Linked DNA regions of Macaca mulatta: region 2 is linked to region 1. The links are chromatin contacts, called in public Hi-C maps. All regions are on one chromosome and are shown on one strand. The core of a region is the stretch at or near the end of the contact, and the rest is flanking DNA. Distances in the headings are between cores, read along the strand shown. Region 1 holds the start of TWF2 (twinfilin actin binding protein 2). Region 2 holds the start of GLYCTK (glycerate kinase).

Region 1 (4,566 bases), core at 1,272-3,771:
CAGCAGTCCTCCTGCCTTAGCCGAGTATCTGGGACTGCAGATGTACATCACCATGCCTGGCTAATTTAAAAATAATTTTTTTTGGTAGAGATGGAGTCTCACCATATTGTTGTCCAGGCTGGTCTCAAACTCCTAGGCCCAAGAGATCCTCCCACCCTGGCCTCCCAAAGTGTTGGGATTACAGGCATAAGCCACTGCACCTGGCCCCCAACTTCTCGAATAAAGGAAACTATGATTCTTGGGCACACTCACTACCATGTGACATTGATCAAATCACTTCACCTCTCCAAACCTCAGAGTCTTTATCTCTAAGACGGAAACAGTAACACCTACCTCAGGGGCTGTCATGAGGATTAAATAAATGTGCCCAGCAGGTAGTAAGTGTACAAAACAAAGCCTCTAATGGTTCATTAATACATTTACTTATTTTGCAATTATTGGCCACCTGCCAATGCTGGGCACTGTTCTAGGCACAGGGGATACAGCAAGGGCAAACACCTAACACTGGTGGAGGGAAGACAATAAACAAATACGTAAAGGTATGTGCCAGGTAGTGATAAAAGCAAAGAATGACCCATGGAGAGGGTCAGCTGGGTAGACCACACAGTACCCTACCTTGTCACAGTTTATCCAGTGAGGGACACTTTTACAGGGCACATGACCTTAATCTTTTTCATTAATCTTGGTTAATTCGTTTCCAGGAGGTCAAGTCTCTTGTGGTTCTGTGGAATCACCAACTGCTCCTGTGGATGTGGCTTGGTCTGAGCTGATGTAACAAGTAGCTCTGTGTTGCTGGCACTATTTGGCTGGAGCAGGGTTCAGTGTGGGAGGCCTTGCCTGTGAACTGTTCCAGATGGCAAGCTGCAGGGTTGCATAGCACTCCATTTTCCACTGTGAGTGCTTGAGGGGACAGTGATTAGCTGATGACACAGGCCCAGTCCTCAGGGTGAGCACAGGAAGATGAATAAGAAAACCCTTCAATTCTGTGTATGCTGGGTTCTCTGGGGATGAGAAACTCAGGGGTTGGGGGGCACAGAGGAGGCCTCAATGCAGGCTAGTGAGCGTGGGGAGCAAGATAGTAAACGGAGCTGAAGCTGGGGCCAGATGCCAGGTAGGCCACACACTTCATCATCACATCTCTTAGCAATCCCAGCCCAAAAAGCTGGCCTCCTTTCCAATCTTCCCAGCCAAAGTCCCTGGACAAGCTGATTGGACCAACCAGAGTCAGATGCTCATCCCTGACTCATCACAGTGGCCTGGAAGATGCCACATGTTGACTGGATGGTAGCAGCAGGCAGGTACTGGTATCAGTAAGGCAAGGCTGCTGGATATAGACACAGGTCATTAGGACATGGAAAGTTCCTCAGATTCACCAGGCTCTGGCCCTCTTTCAACCTCTGGGCCTTTGCACATGCAGTGCTCTCTTCTCAGAAAGCCTTTCTGGCTGGGACTAGCGGCTCACACCTGTAATCCCAGCACTTTAGGAGGCCATAGGCAGGAGGATTGGTTGAGCCCAGGAGCTCCAGAGCAGCCTGGACCACATAGGGTGACCCTCTTTTTTAATAATAATAATAATAATAAATATATATATATATATATATATATATATATATATATATATATATATATTTTTTTTTTTAAAGAAAACCTTTCCACCGGGCGCGGTGGCTCACACCTGTAATCCCAACCCTTTGGGAGGCCGAGGCGGGCAGATCACCTGTAGTCAGGAGTTCGAGATCGGCCTGACCAACATGGAGAAACCCCGTCTCTACTAAAACTACAAAATTAGCCAGGCATGGAGGCGCATGCCTGTAATCCTAGCCACTCGGGAGGCTGAGGCAGGAGAATCTCTTGAACCCGGGAGGCGGAGGATGCAGTGAGCCGAGATCGCGCCATTGCACCCCAGCCTGGGCAACAAGAGCAAAACTCCGTCTCAGAAAAAAAGAAAGAAAGAAAACTTTTCCCTCCACTCTGCTGGGCTGTTTCATTCTCCCCTCTAGGTTTCCAATCTTCGCCTTCTCCTGGCAGCCCCTCACATTGTCTCGACGGGCTCTTACCACCATCTAGCGGGTGAGGCGGGCCTGGGCTCTCCACCGTGAGGGCAAAGCCTAGCGGCCATGACCACACCGAGGTACCCAGGACCCCACGGGAGGCGCTCAAGAAACGGCCCCTGGGGAAGAGCTGGCACACGCACGCATGTGCGCACGCCCATCCACAAGCAGACCCCTTCCTGGGTGCAAACCCGGGTACGCTGCGACCCCCTCCTATTCGGAAACCCACCTGGCTTGGGGGGGCACAGGTCGGGCGCGCGCGCACGATCCGCCCCACCCACAGACCACCGTGATCAGGACGCACACACACGCGCGTCCTCCCACGCACGCTCCGTCACACGCAGGCCCCCTCTCCTGCCACAGAGGAACGCGCTGGCGTGCGCACGGCGGATCAATCAGCCTTAGACCCACCCGGACCGACGCGCAGGCTGCGCGCACGCGCGGCTCCGAGTCCCCGCCTCCCGGCCGCGCCTGTCGGGGGCGGGGCGCCGCTGGGGGCGGGTCCTGCGGCACCGCCCGGGAAGCTGCGCGAGGCTCGACAGCCTCCGCCACATCCTTCTCCTTTCTTGGTCCAGCGAGCGGAGGCGGGCCAGGGTCAAGTGGAGGGCTCCGACGGCGCGGACGGAGCGAAGCGCCGAGCCATGGCGCACCAGACGGGCATCCACGGTGAGGGCGGATGGCGGGCGGGCAGGGGGCCTGGGTCTCGGCTCTCGGAAGCGCCCCCTCCCCGGCTCTCGGCCCCTCCCTCCACCCCGCACCAGCCGGGAGAAGCTTCCTGTTCTCTTTTGCAGCCGTGGATCGCCTAGGGTGGGCACATCTGGGGGAGTACGGACGTGGTGTGCATAGCTGGGAGTGGGTGTACATGTACGTACACAGCTGGGGTGGAAGTATCTGTGTGCCTACCTGGAGATGAATGTGGCTGTGTGTGCCCATCTGTATATTTTTGTTCCTTTCCTGTAGTGGGTGTACACGCATGTGTACCCGTCTTCCGTGTACAGTCCTACGTGTGCACCTCTCGATGTGACTCCCTTGTGCACATCTAAGGGTCATTCATGCACTGGCACTTGTGGCTGAATGGACACTGTAGGTCCCATAGGACCCTCTTTAGACATCAGTGTTTCATGGCAGTGTGCACATGTATGTGGGTGTCTGTGTGTGTGCATAGTTGGAGCGCATCTCAGTGTGCATTTGTTGCCAAGGATGCATATACCGCATGTGTCTGTATCACTTGAATGGGTTTGTGTATGTGTGAGGGGACCCTGACCTTTGCTCCTCCCAGGACACTCACTCTCCCCAGGCTGGGGAAAACCCAGAACAGAGACTGCTAAGTGGGATGGAGAAAGCTGCCTATCTGACCTTGACCTCTGACCTCCCTCCCATTTTCCGTTGTGACTTTCTGAGCCTGTCTCAGTCTGGTTGGAAGATCCCAGCTCCAGACTGCAGACAGGGAAGAGGTCCAGATATGGGGTTTGTGGAGGAGAGTCCTGGCCCTAAATAATCCAGGCCAGCTCTCACCCCCGCCCCCCCCCATCCCTAGGAAGCTTCACCATCCCCTAGCATCACACACCCCCTCCCCCAGGGGTCCCAGTTTCCTTCTTGGACGGGCTGTGAGAGAAGCAATGGCCAGGAGCCAGGTGCCCTGACTCTACCTGGGGCTCAGTGTCCTCATCTGTCACTGACCTGGGAGGGCTGCCTGGCCTGTGGGGAAGGCCCAGGCTGTTTGCCCAGACAGCCTGGCTGGTTTGGCCATCAGCCACCCCTCCCACCGCACTAGGATCACCTGCTTGGGGCTGCCACCATCGACCTGCCTGACCACCTGAATCCTGGTGCGGTTGTGGCCACTTGGTGGCTGGGCTGCCCTGAAAAGGTTTCCCTGGCCCTGCGAAGGCAGGGGCCTGGGTCAGGGCCAGGCCTCCCAGATGGGCCAGCCTTTCTCCAGGAGGAGCTGGCAGGCGGGCTTCATGACTCAGCCCCACAGGAGGGAACTGCCTCGTGGCCAGCTTCTTCCTTCCCCTTTGTCTGGTCATAGCTGCTGCCTCCCGGCCTCCAGCCCTGGTGGAGGAGATCCCAGGAAGTTAGCCACCCCATACCCCTTCTCTGCTGCCTCACTCCCTCATTACCCATAGTGAGACAGGCCCACTGAGGGGGTCACTGGGGACCGGGCTGCCCCCAGTCCTCCTTCCACCTGTGAGCAGCCCACTCCTTCCCATTTCTGGCTGGGGGAGTTGGCAGGAGAGATCACCCTGGAGGACCAAGTGCCAGCCCTGTCCTGACCATAGGTGTGGATCTGCTGACCTCAGAGCAGGGCAGGAAAGGGACCTGTAACGTGAGGCTCACTGGAGTCGGAGGGAGGGTGTTCATGAATCATTGATAATAGAGGCTCAGGTGTCCCAGGCCTGGTCTCTGGATTATTGATGGCGGCTGGGCAGGCATTGGGGCTGGGGTGGGCAGGGAGGTGTGCCTTCCCCTGCTGGGGTGTCTGTTTGCCCTGGTAACACTAGAAGGGGCCCGTCGG
Region 2 (4,566 bases), core at 619-3,118, 57 kb before region 1:
AGCAATCTGAGGAATCCCAGTATTCAGGCCAGTTCAGCAAGAGGTTTAGTTTCAAATCAGGAGTGAGGGCAAAGTCTGGCTCATGGTGGAACCTTAGGAAAGTCCCCAGGCACCATGTGAGGCCATGTGCCATGAAGCCCAATTGCAGGACAGAAAAGGATGCCCTTCTACCCACATAGCTGGCCAGACCCAACCCTGCCAAGAACACCCCTTCTAGTTCCAAGATAACAAAAACAAGTCCTAGATCACACCACCCACAGTGGTGAGAGCCCAAGAGCTGAAGTAGGCAAAGGCCAGGCTCCCATAACTGAGCCCAGATAGCCATTTTCCCCACTGGGCAGAGTAAAAGCTAAAGAAGCCTTGGGGTGAAGGTCAGGAAGCTGTAGAGGGGTATAGGAACAACAAAGACCCAAAGAGCTCATCTGTACTACATATGTACTATTGCATCTACTTTAATAAATGCCTACCATAAATGCTGCAAGCTGACTTCATCAGCAAGTATGGACTGAGCGGGGTAAGGAGGCTGGGAATTGAGCTTCCAGCTGTATCTACTACAGGTTTTCTGAGTGGCTGGGACACATCCATTTCTCTCACTGGGCCTCATCCACAAAATGAGACACAAGGTGAGATTAACACTACACTCTCCCCTTAACACCCTCAGGCTCTCTGATACTGTCCACTGCAACACAGATCTCAAATACCGGTTTATCCCACACCCAAATGTGGTGGTTACTTCTAGACTCTGACCATTTTGTCTGCCTAGTCTCAGCTCTCCCGTAAGAGAAGACAGCCATGCTTGACTTCTGTTGTGAAACGGAACACAGAGGGCATCGTCATGGGGATTCCGAAAATGGGTCCAGTTATGGCCAGGGGGACCCCTGGAGCTTGCCCATTAGGCTTGGAGCTAAAAGCATCTTAGCAACTAAGACAGCCGGTCTTTATAGGGTGAAATCTGTATTTATTTCCCAGATGGACAAGAGCCTAGAAGATCCCAGTCTTGCCACTGGGTATGAGCAGAGGACAGGGGACGCTCAATGCCAAGGCTGCCAGAGAAAATACAGGACGTCCTGTTAAATTTGAATTTCAGAAAAACAAGTAATTTTTAAAGTATAAATATGTGCATACAATGTTTAGGACTTAACAATTATTCATCGTTTATCTTAACTCAAATTTAACTGGACACGGCCGGGCGCAGTGGCTCAGGCCTGTAATCCCAGCACTCTGGAAGGCTGAGGCGGGCGCATCACCTAAGGTGTGGAATTACAGACCAGCCTGACCAGCATGGTAAAACCCCGTCTCTACTAAAGATACAAAAATTAGCCAGGTGTGGTGGGCGCCTGTAATCCAGCTACTCAGGAGACTGAGGCACGCGAATCATTTGAACCGGGGAGGCGGAGGTTGCAGTGAGCCGAGATCGCGCCACTGCACTCCAGCCTGGGTGACAGAGTGAGACTCTGTCTCAAAAAAAAAAAATTAACTGGACTCTCTGCATTTTTATTTGCTAAGTCCTCCAATTCTATACAAGACATAGTCTCTCCAAAACTCCGGAGGGATCCAAAGCAAAACACGGAAACAGGAAGACTACCGGCCTTGACTCCTCCCCGCTATTAAAGGGGGCTGGCACCATTTCCGGTTTCCCGCAGTCAGCAGGGGGCTGGAAGTGACGTCATCCTCAGGTAGGGCCTTCGCGAGGCAAACCGCTGCCGCGTAATGCCAGGTGATACGAGAAAGAAGGGCCTGCTGCCACCAAGACCCTTCGTCGCCCAGCCCAGGGATTGCTTCTGAAGGTCATGCGCGCCCTGCAGGCGCAGACTTACCAGCCCACAGCTCCGGGCCACGGCGCCCAGCACTGGAGACCGGAAGTACTCGCGGGTGGGCGGAGCGGAATCCGGAAGTGTGGGTGGGTGGATCCGCGCTGGCGGCTGCGAGCTCTAGCTGAAGCTGGGGTCTGGAAGGGAGAGTTTAGGATATTGACTCCTTGCTGGCCACCAACAGACCTGGAAGGAGTCACCTTAAGTCCTCATTTTCTTAATCTCTACATTGAGGGTAATAATCCCCGCCTCACTGATTGCAGATTTTTTTTTCGAGACGGGGGTCTCACTCTGTCGCCCAGACTGGAGTGCAGAGGCGCGGTCTCGGCCCAGTGCAACCTCCGCCTCCCGGATTCAAGCGATTCTCATGCCTCAGCCTCCTGAATAGCTGGGATTACAGGCATGTGCCACCACGCCGGGCTAATTTTTGTATTTTTTAGTAGAGACCAGCTTTCGCCATGTTGGCCTCTCTGGTCTCGAACGCCTAACCTCAATCGATCCACCCACCTCAGCCTCCCAAAGTGATGGGATTACACACTTGAGCCGCCGCGCCTGGCCTCTCCCTTCCTTTATCTTGTACGATCAGTCAGCAGATACACCCTGAGGACTGGGCTGAGCAAACGAACTGAGAATCACTACTTACCCACAACTAACCCCTTCTGGAGCCAGATTAAGTAATTCTCGCTCCTCTCCATGGTTTTTATTCCACAACTTATTAGTGTTCTCCCCTCTCCCACCATGGGCCACCAAATACAGCTCTGACCTAGCGAGAGTTCCATTCCGCTATCCTCAAGCACATAAGCTGCATGTAAAAGCGAATGACTCAGGACCTTCCTCACTGTCCCTGCTCTCATGCTGGGCCCACCCTGAGCTGGCTGGATGCCTTCCCACATTCATAAGATGAGTCCTCATCAGACTCCAAGAACACGAAACAGTTCACTGTTTTTACTGATGTTTTCTTATGGAGATAGAGGAGAGAGTTGCATCACAAATCACATACTTGATTTCCTAACGATTTTATTGAAACATGTTTCTTGGCAGGGCCCAGTGTTTCACGCCTGTAATACCAACACTTGGGGGGGCCAAGGTGGGCGGATCGCTTGAGCCTAGAAATCCGAGACCAGCCTGAGAACATGGCAAAACTCTTATCTCTACAAAAAAAAAAAAAGAGCCGGGTGTGGTGGCATGCTCTTGTAGTCCCAGCTACTCGGGAGGCTGAGGTGGGAGGATCTCCTGAGCATGGGAGGTAGAGGCTACAGTGAACCTTGATCATGCCACTGCACTCCAGCCTGGTCCCATGTCTCAAAACCAACCAACCAACAAAAACACATTTCTTTCTCCTATTTTTGAGGTGGTGTCTTGCTCTGTCACCCAGGCTGGAGTGCAATGGCACAATCTTGGCTCACTGTCACTATACTCCAGCCTGGGCACAATCTCGCTCACTGCAACCTCCGTCTCCCAGATTCAAGCGATTCTCCTGCCTCAGCCTCCCAAATAGCTGGGACTACAGGCACCCACCACCACGCCCAGCTAATTTTTGTATTTTCAGTAGAGATGGGGGTTTCACCATGTTGGCCAGGCTGGTCTCGAACTCCTGACCTTGTGATCCACCCACCTTGGCCTCCCAAAGTGCTAGGATTACAGGTGTATAAACAATTACAGGCGCCCGGCCAATATAAACAATCTTCACCTTTCCCCACGCTGGGGAACACTAATTGCCACTGCTTGGTGTCTGTGTTTCCCTGATGGCTGCCCTCACACTTTATGCTTGAATAAATTCTTTTAACTGGATCTCGAACCTTTTGATGATTTTTAGGTTGACATTAGAAATGTGTTTTTGGGCCAGGCGCAGTGGCTCATCCCTGCAATCTCAGTACTTTGGGAGGTTGAGGCAGCTGGGATCATTTGAGGTCAGGAGTTGGAGACCAGTCTGACCAATATGGTGAAACCCCATCTCTACTAAAAATACAAAAATTAGCTGGGCATGGGCCAGGCGCAGTGGCTCACACCTGTAATCCTAGCACTCTGGGAGGCTAAGGCGGGTGGATCACCTGAAGTCAGGAGTTCAAGACCAGCCTGGTCAGCATAGCGAAACTCCGTCTCTACTAAAAATACAAAAATTAGCCAGGCATGGTGGTATGCGCCTGTAATTCCAGCTACTGGGGGCGCTGAGGCTGGGAGGCTGAGGCAGGAGGATCGCTTGAACCTGGGAGGGTGCAGTGAACCGAGATTGCGCCACTGCACTCCAGCCTGGGTGACTCCGTCTCCAAAAAAAAAAAAAAAGATTGTTTATATAGGCAAAAACGGGTGCTGACCGGAATTACATTTTCCAAAAAAAGCTAACATAAATACAAGATTTGATTGGCTACCATTTATTATACTCGAAGGAGTTTGCTTAACATTCTATTGTAAAGAGACAACAATCACAAGGGTCTCTATCTCCCACATCATCTAGTCTAAGTTTGAATGAAGAATAGGGAGCCTGGTTAATGTATAACATTTCAATATAAAGGTCAGGAAGCAGCAGTCATGGATCAGAGAAGAAAAAAAAAGCAATGCCTGCTCAGTTTCCAGGGTTTAACTTTTCTCCTTCACATTATAAATTGAGAATGTCCTGAAATTTTCTTTTCTTTTCACACCCCCTACCTGCTCCCTTTGGCAGTTGCTACATCTCTCTGTAGGTCTCCAAACCATGCTGTGCTCTTGTCATGAACCTTTACCCTCCTCTGGCCCCCACTTGAGATCTCTCCCTGGA

Evidence for each region. Hi-C and Micro-C count contacts between places; a contact is called where the count stands out from the background.
Region 2: a Hi-C map of liver shows a contact between it and region 1, with 3 times the contacts expected there. The contact joins the promoter of GLYCTK here to the promoter of TWF2 in region 1. A contact is called at or near these places in 4 of 14 Hi-C or Micro-C datasets (CD4 T cells, blood, cortical neurons and 1 more).

Annotation. Positions count from the first base shown.
Region 1 is chr2:115,767,085-115,771,650 of T2T-MMU8v2.0, reverse strand. TWF2 (twinfilin actin binding protein 2) reads left to right here and starts at 2,521. Exons shown (of 9, transcript NM_001433503.1): 1 at 2,521-2,717. The coding sequence starts at 2,693. It overlaps LOC114676359 (a long non-coding RNA gene), which reads right to left and starts at 2,523. Exons shown (of 2, transcript XR_013414000.1): 1 at 2,281-2,523; 2 at 404-1,324.
Region 2 is chr2:115,823,641-115,828,206 of T2T-MMU8v2.0, reverse strand. It overlaps GLYCTK (glycerate kinase), which reads right to left and starts at 1,868. Exons shown (of 5, transcript XM_077992976.1): 1 at 1,586-1,868.